Linked DNA regions of Salmo salar: region 2 is linked to region 1. Evidence: chromatin contacts called from public Hi-C data. All regions are on one chromosome and are shown on one strand. The core of a region is the stretch at or near the end of the contact, and the rest is flanking DNA. Distances in the headings are between cores, read along the strand shown.

Region 1 (6,031 bases), core at 1,520-4,019:
TCTATCCATCTTTCCTTTGAACATGTATCTCCCTGGACCTGGACCACCCTCACTGCCTCAGCATATGACAGCCCTCTCTCCTCTCTCACTTGTTGCACCTCCACTGCTTCATAGCCTCACACCCACTATATGCCACACTATGAGCACCTTCACAGCTGCAGCACTTTGGTTGTCCACCATCCCCACACTTCCCATACTCATGCTCCCCTCCACTCCTGGCACAACTCTTTCTCTTTACAGGCTGTTTCCACATGCCCAAATATCTGGCAGTTATAACATCTTAAAGGCTTTAGTATGTAAGCCCTCACATAATAACTCATATCCTTTATTTGGCAGTACCCGGTCCCTGAAGTGTAACAGAATAGACGTGTTATCTACCCTAACTCCACCCCTTGTTGCTTGCAATCTTTGAACATTCACTAGAACGCCTCCTCTCAAATTGTCCCTTACCTCTTTAGTGCTGTCACTCACAGGCCCTCCTGTTATCACCCCTTTAATCCACTGCTTCCCTGCTTGATCATTCCAGCTGCTCAACACCACCATACACTTCCCTATTTGCTTCACTCAGAGCTTTTTCCCTCTGCGCCATGTCCTTCCAGAACACCAACAAGTTCCCATCTCTTAACACTTTAGCAATGACAACTTCCTCAATCAAATATTTTATCACAGCCGTCAACCTTATCGGACTCTTCGCCCCAACTCCCATTTCCTCCCTAAACTTCAGCATCCTTTTCTGCTCTTCCTCATCTCCATGCTCCCCTCGTGTCTTATCTTATCCTTCCTCGGCACTTTCTACCTCTGAACTGTCGCTAGCGTTGGAAACTATGTTCGTCTCCTCAAACTTCCTTTTCTGCCTCCTTAGACTTCTCGCTCCCCTTCAAACCCCTACTCCCTTTCTCTCCCACTTTCTTTCTCACCCCCTCCTTTATTTGTACCACTATGCTCGATACTTGCGTCACTTTCTTCTCCATCACTATCTCCTACCATCTCTGACCCAGTCACAGCACAGCCGTGCCACACCGAGTAAAGTTTGATTGTTTGTTTATGAACGATTGATCGCTAGTCACAGCTTTCCAAACAGTCAACCAGCTCGACCTGCGTTCTCTGTCGTTCAACAACCGACACTGATATGAAATGCCCACTTACGTCCCTGGTATAATGGCGGTCCGAAAACAAATGTTTAAGGCGCATGCCGCCACCTACTGTGCTGAAGTCTGCGAGCATTCATGGTTTGCCTAATTCTGTACTACTAAGAAAAAATAAATAAACAAATAAATCCCTACTAATTTCGAACAAACCCTCCCCCTCCCCTAAAACCATGGGTGACTCGGCCTGGCTCGCAGTTGACATTCCAATTCATCCCGAAGATGTTTGATGGGGTTGATGTCAGGGCACTGTGCAGGCCAGTCAAGTTCTTTCACACCAATCTCGACAAACCATTTCTGTATGAACCTCGCTTTGTGCACGGGGGCATTGTCATGCTGAAACAGGAAAGGGCCTTCTCCAAGGGGCCAGGAAAGGGCCTTCCCCAAACTTCCCCAAAGTTGGAAGCACAGAATCGTCTAGATTGTCATTGTATGCTGTAGCGTTAAGATTTCCCTTCACTGGATCTAAGGGGCCTAGCCCGAACCATGAAAAGCAGCCCCAGACCATTATTCCTCCTCCACCAAACCTTACAGTTGGCACTATGCATTCGGGCAGGTAGCATTCTCCTGGCATCCGCCAAACCCAGATTCGTCAGTCGGATTGCCAGATGGTGAAGCACGATTCACCACTCCAGCCGACGCTTGGCATTGCGCATGGTGATCTTAGGCTTGTGTGCGGCTGCTCGGCTATTGAAACCCATTTCATGAAGCTCCCGATGAACAGTTATTGTGCTGATGTTGCTTCCAGGGGAAGTTTGGAACTCAGTAGTGAGTGTTGCAACCGAGGACAGATGAATTTTACTCGCTACGCACTTCAGCGCTCAGTGGTCCCGTTCTGTTAGCTTGTGTGGCCTTCCACTTCGCAGCTGAGCAGTTGTTGACCCTAAATGTTTCCACTTCACAATAACAGCACTTATAGTTGACCGAGGTATCTCTAGCAGGGCAGAAATTTGAAGAACTGACTTGTTGGAAAGGTGGCATCCTATGATGGTGGCACGTTGAAAGTCACTGAGCTCTTCAGTAAGGCCATTTTACTGCCAATGTTTGTCAATGGAGTGCCCCTGTGACAACAATTTTGGACCCCCTTGTGGCCCCCCTAAATGTGGAGTATGAAATAATTTTTACCTAAAAATGTATTTTGCCTGCTAATGCCTGCAATGCAGTGAAGAAAACGATATGACAACAATAACGTCTAATGTAACTAGCCCCTCTAACAGTACAACTGCCCCCCCCCCAGTTGAAATGGTCCAGAACCGCCACTGCTGGGCAGAAAAATCAGGACTGAGTTTGGTAAACTCTGCTTGAGGACTTCTGAGACAAAACCAACTTCAACATTCAAAATGTTTTACCAGCAGATGGCGCAATGGTAGTGCCAAATTCCTAGAAACATTCACCAGTTTGAATGATAATGTGTCTGTCCTGTATCATTAGGTTTAAAGGCAGGTGTTAGGGGGAGTTGAGGCATGCAGTCCAAATATGTTGGGTTTCATTTCAAAAGTGTAGTTGTTTTTTCAGATGAAGTAAAAACTTTTTTTTTAAATGGAATTCACACATCTTACCAAAAAAATAAGACCACTTTCCCTTTAAGGGTTAAGTATTTATTGCTGCCACCTAGGGGAGCTGTTGTTTAAACTGACGTCAAAGACATTACAGTATGGCTTAGAAGCTGTGCTGACGTGCTCTTTTATTTTCTAATGAGGGTGAAAAACGCTGCACTGTTTGACAGCAAGGTAGCTAGCGGTATGCATAGTTGTTTACGGGGTACGCGCTAGGGCTACCTAAATGAGCACGACTCGAGAGTGTGTGCACTCTGTCAGTTAGGCTCCAATTTCGACCAGTCTGGATTGAAGACCTCCGCGCAGTCATCAGAACTTCAGCTTCAACATCCAGCGGAACGGAGAATGGACAGCTATCAGGCTAGCTAGGTGGCTATCCTTACTAGGATAACGACATTTAGGGAGGAAATGTGCTAGCTAGCTGGTAGCTATACATTTTATTGAACTTCTGATATTTATTAGCTGTGCATTTGTGCTTCTCCTCGAGCTTTGTCATTATGCTCGCGAATGTATCCAGAAACCACCTTGTATAGCTAGCGATGTATATTATTAGTAATAATTTGGTTTATGTTGTGGCGCATCTGTAGAAATTAGTCTCTTCGGCAAATGCAGCTAGCCAATCGGGGGGGGGGGCAGACGATTTATCTACGGGACACATATTTGTTTTAATCTGGTTAACATTAATGTAGGTAGCTAACAGTTATTTGACATTAAGTAAAGTTGGCTGTATAGATAACGTACGCTAGCACTGTCATAAACTGAACATTGTTGTTATGGCTGACTAACGTTAGTTTGCTAGCTAACTAAAGTAGTTGGAAGATTTGAGGAGAATCAACCTATCTGGTTTCCTCACATAATACGAAATGCTAGCTAGCTAAGTAATTCATCCCTTCCCTCTAGGTTCGTGTGAGACGACAGTTTCCTGTTTTCCAGGTTGAATCGACAGTAACTGTTAACATCTGGATTAAGAACATACGTTAGGTGAGGTGGAGAGATGCAGACTTTTTTGAAAGGCAGGAGAGTGGGCTACTGGCTCAGCGAGAAGAAGATGAAGAAGCTGAATTTTCAGGCCTTCGCTGATTTGTGCAGGTATGTGGTGAGAACAATGCAGCTACTGGTGGTTACATTTTCAGTCCACTGTACAGTAGTTAGTCGTGAAGGGATATAGACAGCACTCTTGAAGAAATGTATTGTAGCAGTGTAGCTACAGTATGTAGCTATTTGTTACACATATCCACTCTCGAAAATATGGCTAGGTAATGATCTCTTTAACTGTACCCAATGTCCACTCCATTTAATGACCTCAAGAACCAAGAATTTCATCCATCTTTTCTTAACTGATATATTTTGGAATACACATTTTGAACATTAATTGAAGAGGATATGACAAATTCTGTGGTCTGTAGAGAACACTTTGCTTGCTTACATTGTGTAGGTTAAGCCCCAGAATCTGTGGTAGATTTCACACACATTCAAATAATGGAACCAACGTGAGCTCAATTTGCATCTGTCATGTAACTGTTTCTAGGCCAAGCTCATTTCTCAATGTCTTTTGAATAGACAGCCTTTTAATATATGAAACAGAATTACAGCAATTGACATAAGTTTCCCTATTGCCTTGTGCAAGCAGTTGAGCCTGTTCTGAGTTTTTTTCATTGGCCAAGTGATTTGTTGCTACTGGCAATAACCTAAATGCAAATAACTCAATCTGTTTTTTCTTGTTCCTCCCCAGTGTAAAGTTCAAAATGATACATTTACATTTTTGGGGCAAGTGCTTATAAAGGATTCAGACCCTTTGACTTTTTACATATTTTGTTATGTTACAGCCTTACTCTAAAATGGATTAACTTTTTTATCCTCAGCAATCTACACACAATACCCCATAATGACAAAGCGAAAACAGGTTTTTAGAAAAACAGAAATGCCTTATTTACACAGGTATTCAGACCCTTTGCTATGAGATGCAAAATTGAGATCAGGTGCATCCTGTTTCCATTGATCATCCTTGAGATGTTTCTACAACTTGATTGGAGTCCACCTGTGGTAAACTCAATTGATTGAACATGAAAGGGAAACGCCTGTCTATATAAGGTCCCACAGTTGACAGTGCATGTCAGAGCAAAAACCAAGCCATAAGGTCGAAGTAATTATCCGTAGAGCTCAGACATTTTTTATTTCACCTTTATTTAACCAGGTAGGCCAGTTGAGAACAAGTTCTCATTTACAACTGCGACCTGGCCAAGATAAAGCAAAGCAGTGTGACAAAAAACAACAGTTACACATGGAAAAACAAAAGTACAGTCAATAACAATAGAAAAATCTATATAGTGTATGCAAATGGGGGTAATGCAATAAATAGGCCATAGTAGCGAAGTAATTACAATTAAGCAAATTAACGAGTGATAGATGTGCAGATGATGTGCAAGTAGATATACTGGTGTGCAAAAAAAGTAAATAAAAACAATATGGGGATGAAGTAGGTAGTTGGATGGGCTATTTACAGATGGGCTGTTTACAGCTGCAGCGATCGGTGAGCTGCTCAGATAGCTAATGCTTAAAGTTAGTGAGGGAGAGAAGTCTCCAACTACATCGATCTTTGCAAATCGTTCCAGTCATTGGCAGCAGAGAACTGGAAGGAAAGGCGGCCAAAGGCGGTGTTGACTTTGGGGATGACCAGTGAGATATACCTGCTGGAGCGCGTGCTACGGCTGGGTGTTATGGTGACCAGTGAGCTGAGATAAGGCGGCGCTATACCTAGCAAAGACTTATAGATGACCTGGAGCCAGTGGGTCTGGCGACGAATATGTAGCGAGGGCCAGCCGATGAGAGCATACAGGTCGCAGTGGTGGGTGTATGGGGCTTTGGTGACAAAAACGGATGGCACTATGATAGACTGCATCCAGTTTGCTGAGTAGAGTGTTGGAGGCTATTTTGTAAATGACATCACTGAAGTCGAGGATCGGTAGGATAGTCAGTTTTACGAGGGTGTGTTTGGCAGCGTGAGTGAAGGAGGCTTTGTTGTGAAATAGGAAGCCGATTCTAGATTTAATTTTGGATTGGAGATGCTTAATGTGAGTCTGGAAGGAGAGTTTACAGTCTAACCAGACACCATGGTATTTGTAGTTGTCCACATATTCTAAGTCAGAACCGTACAGAATAGTGATATTGGGCGGGTGGGTGTGGGCAGCGATCGGTTGAAGAGCATGCGTTTAGTTTTACTTGCATTTAAGAGCAGTCGGTGGCCACGGAAGGAGTGTTGTATGGCACTGAAGCTCGTCTGGAGGTTTGTTAACACAGTGTCCAAAGAAGGGCCAGATGTATACCGAATGG
Region 2 (6,031 bases), core at 2,071-4,570, 40 kb after region 1:
TAGAAAGCAGTTGCTTCGCGAGCCCGAAAATACATGATCTAAGTGATTGATAGTTGGTATTCAGCAGTCATAAAAGTGTCTTCTTTATTTCGAAGAACTACTAAAATAGTGATTGAGACAGCATAGGCAGCAGCTCTACAGAGATGAAATCACAGTCATCAAATAAAACACATTTTTGATTAAAGTAATGTGAATAAATGATGCCGTAATGGTCAGTCACTACCACCATGGGACTTTTATTAATGGTTTTATTCAGTGTTACAACATTTAACCCACGTAATGCACAGTGCAATTAACGTAAAACATTTCTTTACAGAAAACCGTGATTTATTTATTTTATAATCGAGCCGAAACCAAAGTGACCTAAAATGACTCGGCGCTAGTCGTCAACAACCAGTGGCTGGTGCTGGTGGGAGCATGGAGAGGAGGGTTGTAGCAGAGATAGTATATTGAAAAGATAGTTGTGACCGCTCTAACAATGGAAATGAAATGCATGTCCTCGAAGGTGGAGGCAAGATCAAGTGGAACCATTCTAGCCAATGAGAGTGCAGATGCGCGTGTGAACAAACAGGCACAACGCCGATGTACAGTTGGTGCGTCTACGTAACAACCAAACCATTACGGAACTTCTGTTGGACCAAATAAGCCTCACGTAGCAAATTACAAATGCCATTTTTTGTTCACCAAATTTGACACTCATTGGACCTCTACAAAAAATTACTCACTTCGTGATCTTATTTTCGTGGACAGATTTTGTCTGGTGTGAAACCTCTTCTGCTCTTCCTGTTTGGTTGTAATGAGAGTGGAAAGTCCAAAGTGCACACTCTGGCACGGCCACTTCCTCCTCCTTATCAGTTGAGACCATGTAGCCCCAGTGCAGTGCTGGCTGCCCAGTACCAGAGGCTGCAGAGAGCCTGCCATGGTCAGAGGGCTGCCTGAGTGGCTAAGAATACTACTCAATGGGAGGAAACACTAGAGCTTTGTGCTTGTTTGTGTGTAAGCTGATACATGTTAAACTTCTATAAGTGTACCTGGAGATCAGTAGACAGCCCTGTGAAATGTTTGCCTAACTACACAGGGGTTGCCTAACTACACAGGGGTTGCCTAACTACACAGGGGTTGCCTAACTACACAGGGGTTGCCTAACTACACAGGGGTTAGTCCTCCTGGTCCCATTAGTCTCCTCTACACCACATGACTCATTGTTCCGCTCATCAGCTTTCCAGAGTGTTGTCGAAGTCTGTTTTGGCAGGGCGGTTGTTTACTTTAGGTGGTGGAATCCACTCTTTTCCGTTTAGAAGTCAGCCTTGCTGCCTCTATTTCACTTGGTGTTTGTAAAGATGGCAACAGTCGCCAGGCTGTACAACGTGAAGGATCTGATTCAGGGTGCTCTTCGTCTTGGTATTTCTTTTCCACTTCAAAAGAAAGGGACTGGGACTAGGACACCCTTAAATGAACAGATGTTTTTGTGGGATCAAACTGAACCAGACTCTTGAGGTATTTGTTTAACTGGATTATGGTAGTGCTTTGTTATATGGGGAGTATTTGGTGTCCACATAAATCCTATGTTTTTGTGGTTCAAACGCGACCAACAATAACAAGTGTCCTGCTGATGCAAGAAATCAGTATTTATACAAAGGCTCATCAGATGAAAGAAAAAGAGCTGTGGAGGGACTGCTGAGGACCGCACAGACACATCCAGGCCCATCCCATCCCCAGCACAGAATAGTCAGCATGGGCTGAATAAAAACCACTAAGATGATTGCCTTGCTTACATAAAGACTGCCTTCAAAGCAGTTCACTGTTCCTTTATGGACCTGTTCTGTTGGATTGATCTGATGAAGTTAATCAAGACGTCAGCGTAGGTGCTCTACGACGCCGAGTTGAAGATGTTGTTCTCTCACAAAGATGAATGGATAATTATATTTCTACTGTAAACTCCTTACAGCGGGATTTGGAGAATGATGGGTTTACTTGCAGGGCACACAGAGTTTGAAAACATCCCTGGTTTGGCTCTGAGCAAGGGAATAGAAGAGGAGCTGGTAATGCTAGGAATGTAGCCTTAAATAGCAACATTTAGATTTCAATCTACTGTTAACACTGGACTTGTACCAGTATAGGCCTACTTGGTAATCCTTTGATAATGCTGATAATAACTTTTGCAAAGAAAATGTGAAGGTCAGTTTCACTGGTGGCTGCTTGCCTTTATAGAAAGAGTTCACCAGTGTCCGGTATGAACATTTCAATCAGCCAGGCCTCCTTAAGACTGTCCTGTTTTTTCCCTTAAGGATCAAACCCTATTGATAACATCCTTTTAAGATGAGAATCTCTCATTTTAATTGGGTGTTTTGTCATGGTAGTATTGGGTCTGGTATAGTACTGTCCTACTCCAGATCCCCAAACTCTGAGAGGTTCCACAGCGTCAGGCCAGTCAGTGGTGTATGCTGTCTGCTTCGAGTCGGACTGACGTCCCGTAAACGTCTGCTGAGTGCACACAGTGTTTAGACAGAGGAGGAGATTGATCCCCTGCACTCAGAGCCAAACGGCCAGGGCCAAGCACGACACCAACGCATAACACACAGACCGTGTGCTTCACTCACCATCACCACCATCCTCATATCCCCTCTAGTCTCTCTTTATCTGGGCCTGATGCTTCCAACTGGGCCTTTTTTAGACTTTGTTTTTGCTCAAGTCACGATCCACAGGTATGGGAACATGTGATGGCAGTCTATTTGGATTTAAAGTGAGTTTTTGTTCTCACAATTAAAATACATGTTGGGTCTTTGGATTGTTTTTAAGTGACGTTAGTGCGACATTACTATCCCCTCCCTCCCACAACAACAGCAGTGTGATGGGTAAACCCTCCAGGCCTCTGTCTCACTCATCACGCCACACTCCTAGGCTGCTGACACGTCTCCATTGATAGCCACTGACAGAACAGGAGCACCACAGACGAATACAAGTTAAGGAGCACAGAGTACAATCACATTTATCTTGTATGAACAATCAAGTGGTGATTGTTTGTGCCTAGGTTATTTTTTAATGTTTAGCTACCTTAAAATCAGTCTGAGGGAATTCTATACTTACGCATTTCTTTTAACTTGTGTTCATTAAGTTGATTGTTCTATTGTTATTAAATGTTCTGTTGGTGATTTATTGCTTCCTTTTTGTTGATTATTCTAACAAAAGACAGCCTGTTTTACGGTTTGTTACTATAAGAACCTACCCTATCCGTATTAGGGGATTGTGATTGGCTACATTACATATAGTGCAAATCGCATGCTGAACAACGGGGCCAGCAAAATGGGAAGCGGACCAATGGCTTTGACACCTTGGTGATCCCCCTACTTCCTCCAATCACTCCTCCCCTCCTGAGTCAGCTGCTCATGACTGCCTGGGCGTTCACTCCCTGACTGGTCTGAAGCGCAAGTCATCTTGTGTAGTGTATGTAAAGATGGTGGATAAATGAAGTTGTTTACAGTTGAAAGAAATATAGTTCATTGACTGTGTATGAACCAGAAAAGTGTGAGATTTGTCTCTACCTTTTCTGTCTTTGTTATATGCTCTCCACATCCACAATGTGATCATTGAGCTGTGGGTCTGTGTAGCCTATCTGCGACCACAGCTCAGCAGCATTCAGGGGTGTAGCCACTAGCCAGTGTAATACAGTCCTGTGGGTTTCTCCTGACCTCAGCACAACTCACCGGAAGCACCGACATCACATTGCCCACACAACACAAACACTGTAGTGTTTCTATTGTGTTTTTGTCATCAGCAGCAATATGCCAGCGCTTGGTTTGGCCCGGACACTGATTTTCTGTGTCAAACGAGCTGCCTTATCTCTGATAGCCAGGAAATTACAGCAGCGCCCAGAACTTTAATATAGCAGAGCTCTGGGCTGAGACCATTTAGTCGCATTTTGCGACCCTTTGACTTGGCTGTGCAAGTTAAAACTATGATTTGGTTGAACAGTACACCTAAAATAAGGTGCTTTAATTTCTGCCATGAAAGAGCCTACCCTGCCCCTGCAGTGCCCGTTTTGCCGTGGCCGGCTTCTGTGGCTCACTCCCACTCCCTCTCCCTCCAGCTGTGGACTCTATTAAGAGGGTGAGAGAAATGTGTTATTTCAAAATAAGTTGCTGGTAAAACACTAACACAGTTTTGAAAAGGGGTATGCTGTTTCTAGCTGAAGAGAGGAGGGTTTCATATTATGAACACCTTTTTTTAAATAACGGATATGTCTCTGGTATGTCTGAGATGTGGCTCACGCGAGCCGCACATTGGCCATTTTTAAAATCAGAAAATTCTGGAGGCCTATTTTGACAGAAAAATATAGCAACAATAGCCTAATTGTCAACCCAAATTCATGGCAATCACTGGTTTATGTTGCACATAAAAATACTTCAATCATACATTCCTGCTTGGACATGTTTGACCATTTTTTAAAATTTATTTAATCATACTATAATCACTCCGTAGTATTTTTTTCAATAAAGCACCATGGATGACTTTTTAAAAATGACTCATTTGTTCTATAGCGTTACGCCAGGAGAACATTCTTGGTGCGTCCAAATAATGGACTGGTGCCACCAGGGGAAACGTTAGTCTGGAGCCCTGTATCGGCTTACACGAGGGCAGATTTACTGTGTTCTACCTGCAGGATGTTTGTCCGTCATTTCCTGGGATGGCAGAACCTCTTACTTCAAGTCTTATGAGAGGAGATGGAGAAACAGCCACCGCTGCAGGCCACTATGTAAACAATGAGAATGAAGCTCTGATTCGATTCTCCAAAGTGCTACACAGTCTGTGTGACTAGCACTCCCATCCTGAGTATGTGTACTGTACATGTACTGTATGTACACTTGTCTGGTTTTGGAAGAGCTGTGGACTTGTCCCGTGTATAATGTTGTCTGTCAATCTGTTGTTTTCTGTCTGGTCCTGATCTATGTGTTGTCTGGTGCTGTGGCGTCTCTCTGGGCAGAGCAGGCCAGACAGGGTTGGCAGCTTCCTTGTTTATTTATTTGAACAGGAGCCTGTTCTCCTCTCTACCTCCTCTGCTCCTCCCTCAGGTGGCAGCTGTGTGTTTTAGGGTTCTCTAATCCAGCTGTATAATGGAAGGTAGTGATGACAGGGTACTGACACGCACACAGGTGGTGTGTTTGTGTGTGAGTCTAAAATTGGACGGCCTTCTGCCTCTGTCATCAGATGACAAGTAGCTCTCTTGTCGGTGTTTTGGCTGTATGAATAGGGTATGTTTGGCGTCACAGGTACATTTTTTTTTTTAAACTAGCCATCTCTGAGAGAACACGTCACTCGGTGTGTTTTGAGTTTCTGTGTGCGTGAGAGTCTGTTCTTGGATAGTCAGGCTGAAACAAAGAAGGACTTCTGAATGACATGCTTAGGGATTTTTATCCTTCAACAGATTCACTGATATTAAGATGTGGTTTTCCTTCCTAGTTCCTACTCTCTTACTCATCTCCTTTCCTTCCTCTGTCTCCCCTCCCTCTCTCCATCTCCCTTCCTCACTAGATGAGAGAATCTGCTCTCCCCCGTTCATGGTTCTGAACACAGAGTGTGGTCCAGATACACTGGAGAAGATTGAAAAGCATGGACTCACGTTCCCATTTAGTAAGTCCCTCCCTTTCCTGTTTGATAGAGGAATTGTCACTTGACCCAGATGATTACACAGGGTCCTTCCTCCTCCTCACTTTGTAGGGGTTGACATTAGGAAACAATTTGTAGTGATGGGGAAACTGCCAAACACTCAAAATAAAAAATAAAAAAATGGTTTTAGTATCCACATATTAGCTACACAGCAATTAGTTTGTTATTTATTTTCAGTGTTGAACTATAAATGATATTACTTTTCAGTGTTGAACTATAAATGTCTTGGTTTAACTTCTGGAAGTACATTTTTAGCTTAATTATTTTCAAACCCTCCGCTATTTTTAAGCCACCTTGTATGTCCAATTTACCTAGCTTTCTTGTCTGCAGACAGCCATTTATGGAGAAGGGGTTTTGAAAGTTGTGG

The links. A called contact is a pair of places that touch in the nucleus more often than the background predicts.
Region 2: a contact with region 1 is called in a Hi-C map of blood, with 7 times the contacts expected there. The contact joins the enhancer-like site here to the promoter of LOC106597151 in region 1. A contact is called at or near these places in 3 of 3 Hi-C or Micro-C datasets (blood, gill and muscle).

What each region holds. Positions count from the first base shown.
Region 1 is chrssa01:29,453,498-29,459,528 of Ssal_v3.1, forward strand. LOC106597151 (inositol-tetrakisphosphate 1-kinase-like) reads left to right here and starts at 2,770. Exons shown (of 11, transcript XM_014188432.2): 1 at 2,770-3,070; 2 at 3,602-3,790. The coding sequence starts at 3,696.
Region 2 is chrssa01:29,492,666-29,498,696 of Ssal_v3.1, forward strand. LOC106597151 (inositol-tetrakisphosphate 1-kinase-like) reads left to right here. Exons shown (of 11, transcript XM_014188432.2): 6 at 5,530-5,628. Among protein-coding and RNA genes, the nearest start is that of LOC106597351, 19 kb to the right of the region's middle. Within about 2 kb of position 3,321, at least 2 of the 13 cell types and tissues checked have an H3K27ac peak or open chromatin away from gene starts, as enhancers often do.